Regions from separate parts of the Danio rerio genome. Here region 2 is linked to region 1. A link is a contact called in public Hi-C data. All regions are on one chromosome and are shown on one strand. The core of a region is the stretch at or near the end of the contact, and the rest is flanking DNA. Distances in the headings are between cores, read along the strand shown.

Region 1 (6,726 bases), core at 1,516-4,015:
TACAAGCAGTCATTTCTCAGAGAGGAAAGATTACTTTTTCTTATGTAATGATTCTAGAAACATGATCATCTGAAGCCATTAGTCACCCTTGGTTTTGTTGCGCATTTCAAGCTGTTTTGATGGCATTCGTAAAGCACTGATGAACAGCAGTGTCATAAAATGGTCAAAACTCATCCGCAGAAATGAGACCTCCTGCGAAACGTTCATTAAAACAAAAGCTGGTGGTTCAAATCTTTTATTTTGCAGTCTTATAAAGACTCAGTGGTAAAATGAGAGCATGATTGATTAAATTGTTATTGGCTGATGAAGAGACAAGAGACGTCCTGAAATGCTGTATTCTATAGGGAGACTTCTGTTTTAATTATGAGAACAATATAAATAAGAACTAAAAGTTGCCTCTCAAAACTAAGATGTTTGAAACACATTTCAGCATACACTGTTAGCAGAATTGCAGTTTTAATAGGGTGAGTAGAAAGATTTTCCCTAATGTATCAAACAATCATAGTAAAATAGTCTGGAATGATTCAATATATACATACATATATATATATATATATATATATATATATATATATATATATATATATATATATATATATATATATATATATATATATATATAATATTGTTAGAAAAATTTTGATAAAATATAAAAAACTTTAGTCCCCTATATATGGCTTTTATTGGCTGTTAAAATATGGAAAAGATCAAAATGCTTGGTTTCAGAAGCCACAGAAAATAAAAACAAAATATATATATTGGTGGAAAATGTACATATAATCTAGACTTTTTATAAAATAAAATAAAAATAATTTACAAAGATGATCAAAAATAAAGTAATACAAATTTGGAGTTAAAGTTGACCATAAAAAGTATGAAATGAATGTAAAAGCATACATTGTTAGGACTGCGTTGTTTTGTGTTTCTGTGTGTTTGATTTATTCTAGATTTGGGCGTGCCTTCAGCGCACCTGATGCTGGTCAGCGTCCTCATTTAAACCCCGGCAGAGAGTTTGTTGGGGCCGCTGTCCATTCACTTGGCAGTAGGCCAGAGCTGTGCTCCAATTTGGGCATTATGCTTTGTTTCGCATTCATACACTGACAACATTTACTACATCCATTTACTTTCTTTTTACACTGATTGAACATACTGATACTGATGTTTTTCATTATATTATTTCAGTTGTGTTAAATAAATCTTCTTTTTGATTACACTTCGCCCTGTCAAGAAAAATATGTATTTATAAAATAAAACAGATTATTATAAAGATAAAATAAAAAAAATTGGTTATTAAAAAAAAATGTAAAAATCTAAATAAAAATATCTAAATAAAAACTGAATATTATAAATATAATGAATATATTAATTATATAATATTATAAAAGGGAAAATAGTAACAATTAATAAAATATCTAAAAAATAAATTTATTACATAAAATATTAAATAAATCAAATAAGATATATAAATAAATACAGATTATTATAAATATTAAACAATCTATTATGTAAGTCTTAATGATATGATATTATAAAAAGGAAAATAGTAACAAGTAATTTGTTTATACATTCATTCATTCATTTTCAGCTTAGTCTCTTTTTAATCAGGGGTCGCCACAGCAGAATGAATCGCCAACTTATCCAGCATATGTTTTACGCAGCTGATGCGCTTCCTTTATATATAGTTGAAGTCAGAATTATTAGCCTCATTTGATTTTTTTCTTCTTTTTAAAAATATTTTCCAAATGATGTTTAACAGAGCAAGGAAATTTTCACAGTATGTCTGATAATATTTTATCTTCTGCAGAAGTCTTATTTGTTTTTAAAAATTTTTAACACCATTTTAAGGTCAAAATTATTAGCTCCTTTAAGCTATTTTTTTTCAATATTCTACAAAACAAACCATCCTTAATACAATAACTTGCCTAATTACCCTAACCTGCCTAGGTAACCTAATTAACCTAGTTAAGCCTTTAAATTTCACTTTAAGCTGTATAGAAGTGTCTTGAAAAATATCTAGTAAAATATTCTGTACTGTCATCATGGCAAAGATAAAATAAATCAGTTATTAGAAATAAGTTATTAAAACTATTATGTTTACAAATGTTTTTTTTTCCCTCCATTAAACAGAAAATGAAAAAAATAATAATAATAAACGGTGGGGGGGGGGGGGGGTGGGTAATAATTCTGACTTCAAATTATATATATATTTTAAACATTTAAATAATATTTTGAAAGTCAATTTTATATTTTACAAGGCATAAAGTAACAAGTGATAAACATATAACGTAAAAAAACATTAAATGAATCAGTTAAATAAAATATATTATAATATATAAAATCTATTAAGATTTTTTTATTATATAGTATTATAAAAGGGGGAAAAGCATTACAATATAAAAACAGATCTAAATACAACGTTATTGGCTAAAGAACGTGTTCACTGCTATGATTTTCCCACAAGTCGTTAAAATCAAATGTGTTACACGCTAAGCGCTTTTTAGAAAAGGAGAAGCTGGTTTATTTGCCTTTGCCTGGTCTGTAGAGGATAAAGGTGATTTCTGACCTCATGCTTTTGTCTTGTTCATCAGAAACACGAGCCTGTATGAGGAGCTGCCGCAGGAGCGCTCGACCTGGACTCCACCATTACATCATCGCTGTGGGATAAAACCAAGCCCCTCCTCCTGCCTTTCGTTGGCTGAGCGACCTGGCCCCGCGTTCCTATTGGTGAATAGCGGCATGAGGGGAATCTTCTAGGGGGCGTGGTCTCAGCGTGTAAGCGCGCTTCAAATACACTGTAAAAGATGCATAAGGGAGCGATGCTGATGCTGGTGATGCGAGAATAATTTCACACCGGAGACGAGCTTTTCCAACGGACAGCACGAAGATGACAATGGACCTCATATTTAGGATTTAATTAGCTATATTATAAGCAGCAGCAATCTACCGCTGAAGCGACCGTGTGCGACGTGATAAGTAGAGAAATAGGTGAGAGGGAGATCCTGGATCGGATCCATCCGACAGTCGCTGGAGGTAAGGGCGTTTCTGAGAGCATCTCTGAGGCTTTTCTGGATCCAGTTGTGGAAGTTAAAAAATGAATTATTAGATGGCTTATAACCGCCTTTGAATGTGCAGTGTGTGCTAAGAGTTGTAAGGTTGTGCTCCAAGAAGTTTCTTTTCTTTTTTGGCGGTTTGCTCGAGCTTCCATCGAGGTGATCATCAGTTTTGTCTTAAAGGGATAGTTCACACACAAAAATGAAACATTACTCACCATTTACTCACCCTTACGTGGTTACAAAGCTTTATCAGCTTCTTTATTATGTTAGATGCAAAATATGGTATTTTTAAAAAGAGAGGTGAATGCAAGGACTTCTATAGTCGGAAAAACACTTACTATAGAAGTCAATGGTTACCCGTTTTCTTGAAATATATTTTTTTTGTGTTCATCAGAATAAAGAAAGTCAAACAGGTTTGTAACTAGTGAAGGATGAGTAAATGATGGCAGAATTTTCAGTTTTGGGTTAGCTATTTTTTTAACTTGTTTTTGGAGATCTAGAGACACCATGGGACGCTTCGGGAGAGATGTAGAAACACTGCAAATAAGGTTATTATATTGTTGTTCATGATTTATTTGCTGTCATTTGACTTACTCATCCTTCACTTGTCACAAACCTGATAAGTTTCTTTTTTCTGTGGAATACAAAATGCGATTTTTTTTAATGGCTTAAAATCATTTACTTCCGTAGTTGGAAAAACACTTACTATGGAAGTCAATGGTTACCGGTTTTCTTTTTTCTTTGAAATATATTCTTTTGTGTTCATCAAAATAAAGAAAGTCAAACAGGTTTGTAACTAGTGAAGGATGGGTAAATGATGGCAGACTTTTCAGTTTTTAGTTAACTATACCTTTTTTGGAGACTTAAAAACATCATAGAAAGCTTCACGAGAAATGAACATATTTAGAAACACTAGAAATGAGGTTTGATAGTTTGTATGTTGTTGTTTATGATTTATTTGCTGTCATTTGGGTCATTTTAAATGGTTGTTAGATTGTACACAGCAAATACTCATTTTCTGTACATTTATGGAGCTGAGTGCATATTATTAGCATAGGAAATACATTTATTTATAGTAATATGACTAAGTAAATATGACATATTATAGTAAAAATGACACTGGTTTAAGTATTAAGTGTAGACTATATGTTTGTTTAAAGCTCCTTAAAGGGATAGTTCACCTTAAATGAAATTCTGTCATCATTTGATTTACTCATCCGTCACTTGGCACAAACCTGATTGAGTTTCTTCATTCTGTTGAACACAAAATAAGATTTAAAAAAGAGTGGTGAAAGCAATGACATCTATAGGAGTTTCCCCGGGGTTTTTTTTTTTTTTTTTTAAATAATCCCAATCTGCACCATAGTAAGGCACCTTGTAAGTAGTCAACTCTTAAGAGCAATCACTATCGGTTCAGTAGCTACTATAGCAAGGGCGTTCTCGAAATCTGCCTGAGCTCAAACTCCCCTCTTGCCTTGCAAACGGGAGGGAGCCCCGGGCTCGAGGATCTTATGAGCTCAGGGCTCTCTACCAGGACAGCATGCCAAACAAGCTTTATAAACAATCATCAGCTAATTGTGAATTCTTGAATGGAGCTATGTGCATTTTATCAGTATAGGAAATACAATATTTATTTATAGTAATATTTAAAATATGACACTGGTTTAAGTATTAAGTGTAGATTATATGTTTGTTTAAAGCTCCTTAAAGGGGTAGTTCACCTAAAAATGGAAATTCTGTCATCATTTGATTTACTCATCCTTTACTTGACACAAACCTGATGAGTTTTTCTCCTTCTGCTGAACACAAAATACGATATTTTGAAGGATATTGGAAACTGGTAACCACTGACTTCCATAATGTTAGTTTTTTCTAATGGTTACCAGTTTCTAACATTCTTCGAAATGTCTTATTTTGTGTTCAACAGAAGAAAGAAACTCTTTGGAACCACATAAGGGAAAATAAAAAGTGAGTAAGTTTATTTTTGGTTGAACTACCCCTTTAACCTTTGTGACCTTTTAAAGTATCAAGATGAAGCCATTACACAATTTTTTTATGATTTAATTGTCAATGTGTTAACAGCCTGTAACAAAACTTTAACAACATGCCAGACCTTCTCCTATGTGCTGAGGCTGGACATAGAGAGTTTGTAAACAGATTTTTATATGGAGGAATCAGAACATTTTTTGCAAGGAAATCAAAATGATTTGACATTTACATAATCGTCAGAGCTTCTGTTCTGTTCTTTGACACGTGAAACAAATGGTAGTAATATTCAGGATAATGCAGAAAAGGCTGTTCTTTACTATAATGCCAATGCAAAAATGATACAACGATATTCTTCAAAGCCAGATTTATTTTTGTCTATGGCAATGGTTTTCTAGCTGCCCTGTGACCCAAAGTTTCCCATGGTCACTGGGCCACAATCAATTACGTATATGTGTAATACACACATGTATGTATTTTTAGGAAATTCATTCATTCATTTATTTTCTTTTCAGCTTAGTCTCTTTATTTATCTTTATTAACTTATCCAACATATTCTTTTCGCAGTGGATTTTTTAGGAATTTTTTTTTTCTTTTAGAAAAATGTAATAAACCAGCTGAAAGTTCTTAGTTGCTCTTTGCGATTAGACTTTAGTATAATTTTTGTTTTACTTTGTAAATAACTGATGTCACTTTTAATATTACATTGTAAAAGTGACTTTTTAAAAATATTAAACGTATATTTTGTCATTTAGGGACATAGCAAAGTTTCCATGTTTTCAGACATCCTGGTAGGTCACTAAGGTCTTCTGATCAGTTCATTCTTCGGTACCAAGGTCCCGGTGTAAGCGAAGTGGGGATCAGGCTTTTGCTGTTATCGCCCCAAAACTCTGGAACCGGCTTTCAGCCCACATCCGACACACTCCAACTCGATCTGTTTTTTAAAAAGCTTCTGAAACTCTATCTTTGTTCTTTAGCATTTCAGCCTTTTTAATGTTGAGGGGTTTGCATTATGTTTTAGTTGTTATGTATGGGATGTAGGTTTTATTTTATTTAGTATTGATTTTTTTCAAGGGCGAAGCAGTGGCGCAGTAGGTAGTGCTGTCGCCTCACAGCAAAGAGGTCGCCGGTTCGAACCTCGGCTTAGTTTTTGTGTGGAGTTTGCATGTTCTCCCTGCGTTCGCGCGGGTTTCCTCCGGTTGCTCCTGTTTCCCCCACAGTCCAAAGACGTGCTGTACAGGTGAATTGGGTAGGCTAAATTGTCCGCAGTGTATGAGTGTGTGTGTGAATGTTTCCCAGAGATGAGCTGGAAGGGCATACGCTGCGTAAAAACGTACTGGATAAGTTGGCGGTTCATTCCGCTGTGGAAAACATCAAAAAAAAAAAAGCTGTGCATCACAAAAAATGAACAAAATCGCATTCATACTCTCTTTTATGTCGCATGTACAAAAGTGAGAGCGTTAACAAACAAAAAAAGAGCTGCAGTTCACTTATTGGCCACTAATGCCAAGTGTTTCTAAATTTAAATCATAGTTACCGCTTTTAAATAATGTTTGGCCCGAGAATGTAACAACATGTTATAATTTCATAAAAGGCACGTCTGCAATAATAATTTGGAGGCAGAATCTATGACCCCGTTTTGGCAGATGTTTTCTTGTCGAACTGCACTGATAGTTGTGTTTGCATG
Region 2 (6,726 bases), core at 2,263-4,762, 50 kb after region 1:
AAAACCTAAACCAAACATGCCAGGTGCTATGAAGATGCTGTTTCTGCAAACTAATTAGCTGTCATATGTAATTAATATCGGGAACACAACTGCGCAGCTGTGCTTATTTATTCCTGCAGTGTTAAATAACTACTGAAGAGTGTGCGAAAATGGCTCTGTTTATTAGCACTGACTGGAAATGTATTTCAGATTTAATGGGAAAAAATAATCATCAGCCTATAATGATCACGCCTGACATTTACTAGCAGACACTCGCTATTGCTAACAATGATGGGGGCCATTTTATGCTTTGCACCTCATCATGTGCTTGGCGTTTTGATTACCGAAAGATTGCTTCAGTTCTCAGTTAGACATGTTGCCAAACTCAATATTCACACAATTCAGTCTGTCTGTATAGCGGTGTATAGTGTGTGTGTGGAGAATGAGAAAAAAATAATTGAATTAATGTTGTTTTTCTCCTGACGTAGGTTAATTAATCTTTGAAATACACATAACACCCTGAAAATTCAGTTTTGTAAAGGTTTTGATGTTTAATATGTGCATTATATTTATCAATACAAATGTTATGCAAGACACATACTCATATGTCATACAAAGATCTAGATATTGATCAAATTTAACCAAATTATTTTTGATTAAAAAGAAAAAAAGTGTTCTTTGAAGTGCACTCTGTAATTTTCATTAAGACTTTGCTGCTCTAACCATTAAAATTAGATTAAAAGCTTAACAAAACTGCTTTATTATAGATGCATATCACTTATTGCAGATCATGGGTCTCAATCTCAATTCCTCGAGGGCCGCAGCTCTGCATAGTTTTACTCCAACCTTTCTCAAACACAGCTGATCCAACTAATCAAGGTGTTCAAGACTACCAGACACCAATAGTCTTGAACACATCTTGATTAGTTGAATCAGCTGTGTTTGATTAGGGTTCGAGTAAAACTGTGCAGAGCTGCGGCCCTTCAAGAATTGAGATTGAGACCTATGCAGATCATTTCATGCAAATTGTAGTCTCTCATGCACATAATTCATTTATGTCAAGTAATTTTTTTGCAAGTAAACACTGGCGTGATGCTGCCCAGCAGGCACCGGACGTCACACAGACATAAAAATGACGCTGGATTCCAACCTCAGACTAGCTTTGAATTTTGGTTGTATATGAAAATCGGCTTGACGTCAGAACCCAAAGTCAAGATGTTGGAATTAGAATAATATCAAAACCTAATATTAATCAAATATCAACATCTACTGATATTACATTTTAACAGGGGCACCGCTGCCCGCAAAAAAAATGAAAGCATTTCTTGGGTGTTGTGGACAAAATTGTAAAGCAAGGGGATTTGGGAGGGGGGGGGGGGGGGGTGATGTCGGTGGGGGGGTGTGGTGTCGCAGATGATGGAGTGATTGTGGTGTCGCGGATGAAGAGTGGGGTTGGGAGGGGTGCCAGGGTTGTGTGGGGGGCCAAAATGGCATGAGCCCTTGAAATCGTCCTAACTTTCCCCCCCTAGCGGCACCCCTGGACTTTAACCAACATAGTCTTATTTTGAAAACGTAGCCCTATATACATTTCTGGAGATCACGAAATATGTATCCAGAGGTACATATGGCTGCATCTTGTCTTTAAAACGTGGGGGCGGGGTGCGGGGGCCAAGAATAGTATCTCTGGGGGTTCCAAAACAGCATGTCTATAATCGTCCTAAGCTTACACAGCCGCCTTCGGTGGATTTGCAAAAAACAAAAACAGCAAAAAACTTTGCTCCTGGGGTGTATTTCGCAATATCCAGAAAAGTATACTGCTGTACATTATCAGAATGAGCCTGGGTTGACTTTGACATTGTATAGACGTCACATTAAAATGATGTCGAATTTTAGTTAGGTAATTACACAACATAAAACCAACCAAAGATAAACTTCTACTGATGTTAGACTTTGAGATTTTAGGGACGTCATATCATAACGTGAAAATAATGGTGGATTTTAGTTAGTTAATGCCACAGCCTAAAACCAACTAAAAATCAATGCCAGCTGACGTCGGTATTAGACAGCAAATTGACATTAAATTTTGATCACCTGATGTCGCAACCAAAACAGAATTAAAGATCAACGTCATATGTAGGCATGGGACGATAACCGTTTTCAAGGTATACCGCGGTTTGGGAAAGTAAAGGTTTTAAAACCGCCAAAATCTTCTGTTATACCATTGCAACATTTTTTTTATATACAACAGTATCTCCAGTGGAAAAGATATCCAAAGATGCCATTTTAAATTGTAAAGAAATCTGTGTTTTTGAAACGAATGAAGACAGCAGAAGTCTGTGATTTATTTTAATTATTATGTTTACTGCTCCAAAATATTTTAAATGTTTCTAAAAATAAAATACGTCCGAAATCAGACTTATTAAACTACAAGCGTCAATTATTCAAATTAGGGGTAACAAAGTGGTGCAATAAGTAGTCCTGTCACCTCACAGCAAGAAGGTCCCTGGTTCGAACCTCTGCTGGATCAGTTGGCGTTTCTGTATGGAGTTTGCATGTTCTCCCTGCGTTCGCATGGGTTTCCTCCAGGTGCTCCGGTTTCCCCCACAGCCCCAAGACATGCGTTACATGGAATTAAATAGGCTAAGTTGCCCGTAGTTTATGAGTGTGAATGAGTGTGTGGATGTTTCCCAGAGATGGGTTGCAACTAGAAGGGCATCTGCTGCGTAGAACATATGCTGGATGAGTTGGTGGTTCATTCCGCTGTGGCGACCCCGGATTAATAAAGGGACTAAGCCAAAAAGAAAATTAATGAATTATTCAAATTAACATAATTCAATTTCAGATTGTTTTGGCATATTATTAGCTCCATATTTACCCAGACATTTAAAAAGAATACATTTTAAAGCAAAGTAATCACAATACCGTGAAACCGTGATATTTTTATCCAAGTTTATCATAGCGTTAGAATCTTATACCGGCTAATGCCTCAACATATATGATATTGTGTGCCTGCTGGGTGCATTTGCATTGATAATTGTAATAAATCCACTGCAAGAGCAACGTAATTGATTAAAATTACTGAGTGCACTTTTGTTATATATTGTTTGACCAAAGATATGACACATATTCAATAGTTCTTTCATCACCGTCATCGGTCAATGAGATGTCATGGTATGTTTAGCTCTGAAGGATAGCGAAGTAAAATATATTTGAGCATCTCTTGATATTCCTTACCCCTTTGCTCAATTTCTGAGCTGTTTATTACGATTGTTTTTTGTATTATATGCTGAACTTTACTGTAGTGTAGATTATTATTCCTGAATCTAGAAAATGCACTCAACACATGCACATGCAGACAATGTCTAGAGCTGACGCTAGCAGTCGGTTCTTGTGTGAAATGTCGTTCGTACTCACGTCACATTTTTTTAAGGAGTACTTTCATCACCGACTGTAAATCACATTGGGTGTTATTACTGGCAGAAGAGCCGAGAAGATGTCACCTCAGATTAAGCATTAAATGTATCACTCCACCTCCGCCCTCTAGCGGCGGAGGACACTAATGACGTCTCACACGATTTGCTGTATCTCAGTCAATAGCAGGGTATTTTGTAATAGAGGAATATTATTGTTATATATCAATTAAGTCGACGGTTTTACACTGTTAAGACGTGTTGTGACGTCCATGCGCGGTAGTTGAGGAGCAATGACTGTCTGAAGAAACATTTGAGAGAAATAAACACAATAACACCACAGCTGTTGTTGAGCCTCTCCTTGTTGCTTTTTTTATTTGTGTGTGAGTGTGTGTGTGTGTGTGTGTGTGTGTGTGTGCGCGCGCGCGCGTGTGCGTGTGTGTGCGTGCGTGCATGTTTTTGTGACATATCAGGACACAAATCTGTATAGTGACATGGGTATGACACAGGTATTACAAAAAGGAGGTGAAGTATGAGGACCTCATTTCATTTCTCAAAAAGCTTATAAATCCCACAGGATGAGTTTAATCAGTGAGGGAAGCTGGACACTGTCTCCTGTGATGGTTGGGTTTAGGGGTAGGGTGGGGTGAGAGCAATTACAATTTACGGTTTGAACAGTATCAAATGAATGGAAACCTATGTAATGTACCCACTTTTCACAAAAACATGTGTGTGTGTGTGTGTGTGTGTGTACAATGATGTCTGTGATAAGATAAATTGACAAAAGTACTTGAAATAGTGCTTATTAACTCAAAGAAAGAACTGTAATGTTTTAATTAATTACATGAAAATAAGATGTCAATTTCATTTATATAGTACTATTAGACACAACCAATGTGCTGAACAATACAAATCACAACTGAGAATTTTTTTTTTAAAATTATAGCTAAAACAATCAATTCTCACTGATAATTATTATAGATAAAACAAACAATTCTGACTGATAAAATGCCAAATCAAAAAGGTAAGTTTTCAACCTACTTTTAAAAACAGACAGAGATGATATAGACCTAATGCAGAGGGGCAGAGCATTCCACAAGCTACTGCGAAAGCACGGTTACCCCTCGACTTTGGGATGCATAACAGTCTCTGGTTAGATGACCGACCACAGGGGTGCGTTTCCCAAAACCATTGTTTATTTTTTATTTATTTACGTTCAATTTATTTATTTTAAATGTGTGTATGTGTAAAACAATATCATCTGCACAAAGAAATTATGGGGTTTTTCTCTAAAGAAGTTGTTACTCCACCCTGTTTAGAGCATTATTTTGGGCATTTTATGTTATGACTAACGTGGTTCAAATGATGGATCTGCGACAGAAACTAGGTTTTGGGAACACTCGTCACCAGTGGCGCAAAAAGGGGGTATGCAGTATATGCGGCGCATAGGGGCGCCACACATGGGGGGGCGCCATTGTGCCAAAACTATTTTTGAAATTATACATATTATTATACATATTAAACAAAATAAATTCAAATTTTTGGTTAAAAATGTTTATCCTGCATTTTATATAAATATACAATTGTATTTTATTGAATAAAAAAATTATACCACCCCTCCCTCTTCGTTGACCATTTGATTGATCCGTTGCTCGGTTACAGTCACATGTTCAAAATGGAGAGAAGAGTAAAGAGACTTGGAGCGCGAAATAGAAAACAAAAAAAGAACAATGACTTAAAATGAAAACTGCCATGACAAATTGGATAGTAAGGAATTGGTAGGCTTAACCCACACTATCACGATACGTTTAATCAACTTCTAATGTTTTTGGGAGCAACGGGCCGCCATATCATTAATTATTCATTATCGCCACTCAGTCACTGCATGCATGGGCTTTTACTTAATATAAATGCAGACGAGGTGGTTTTGTCCAGGCAGGGAGCAGTTGACGCACGGCCACACCTGAACTGTGTCCGAAATCGCATATTTGCATTCTGTATAGTGTGCGAAAAACACTATAATTCTATAGGCTAAAGCCATGATGAGCTGGTGTAAAGTTAACTTTATGGTGAACACTTTTGATAGTAGTAAATTTATGGACCGTCAGCTTCAAAAGATAATTTTTATTCACTGCATTTAAATATGGATTACAGTTACTAACGTTAGCTATTTACTAAAGAGCAACAAATGAATTTAGTTTGATCCTCTGTTTTGTGTGATAACAGGTGCGAGTCTGACTTTAAGAATGAAATAAAACATTTGTTTATGCTAATTTAAGATAATATTACTTGTATTTAAATAAAACATGTTTACATATTATTGTGTATTTGTCTATTTACACACCTGAATCTTAAAGTATCCGCTGTCATTCATCTTCAAATCACGTGTTCAGAAGCCGTCTTTATCACTATGGAGCGCGTCCGTCACTCAACTGGAAAGTACGTGAATGCGGCCGTTTTTACATTAATTTCAATGTGCTGTCAATCCAAAATAATGTGAAAACTTAATTCTCTTAAACAGTTCTTGCATCACATTTGAGATCGGCTCTGTGTAGCTCCTACTTTCACTTTTCATAGAAACATTACAAATGCGGGAGAAATACAGGAAAAATCACACACGGAAGACAGCGGATAGAATGGTAAAATATGGTAGAATTAATATGGCAAAAACAAGAGGGTTTAAAGGTATGAATTGCATACAGTGGCACTTATTTTAATTCAAAATCATTTAAAACAATAACATGCAGTCACACATCCAAGTGTAAAGTTCATGTAAAAGTTTTATCAAAATAAACTGTCAAATACAGTTGAGCTCAAAAGGTATGAGTAATCTGAAAAATTTTCTTTATTATTATTAATTAATTATTTTGCAAAAATAAGAGGGATCACACAAAATGTATGTTTAAAAGTAGGCTACAACCCTAAATATTAGGGCCAGACAGAATCTGCAAACATGTTTTGCTATTTCTGCTGAGAATTACAGGCAGAAAATACTACTTTACCAACTGTATTGTAAATAAATCATATGAACATTTTAATATTACTATTATTATATCACAATAATATTAGTGAAATGAATTTAAATACTGAGTAAATATAAATGTACACAAATTTACACAAGTAAATAGATAGACTCGATGATGGGCTAAAAATCTGTAGAAAACTGCAGATGTCTGCGCACGCAGACTCCGTGTGGGCCTACTGAATATATTTTAGTCAAAATAGAAAATAATACTTTGATTAAAAATTTCCCCTACATAAATTTTAGATACCTAATTAGATTCTTAACCCTGTTAAAACTGACAGTAACAAATAGTCAGAATTTTCAAATTTTTTG

Evidence for each region. A called contact is a pair of places that touch in the nucleus more often than the background predicts.
Region 2: a contact with region 1 is called in a Hi-C map of embryo, with 2.7 times the contacts expected there. The contact joins the enhancer-like site here to the promoter of si:ch211-180f4.1 in region 1. A contact is called at or near these places in 3 of 18 Hi-C or Micro-C datasets (embryo, hematopoietic stem cells and skeletal muscle).

What each region holds. Positions count from the first base shown.
Region 1 is chr8:10,354,962-10,361,687 of GRCz12tu, forward strand. It overlaps si:ch211-180f4.1, which reads left to right and starts at 2,766. Exons shown (of 2, transcript NM_001386705.1): 1 at 2,766-3,030.
Region 2 is chr8:10,404,624-10,411,349 of GRCz12tu, forward strand. It overlaps si:ch211-180f4.1, which reads left to right. Exons shown (of 2, transcript NM_001386705.1): 2 at 1-3,729. Among named protein-coding and RNA genes, the nearest start is that of otud5a, 8.9 kb to the right of the region's middle. Within about 2 kb of position 3,513, at least 6 of the 62 cell types and tissues checked have an H3K27ac peak or open chromatin away from gene starts, as enhancers often do.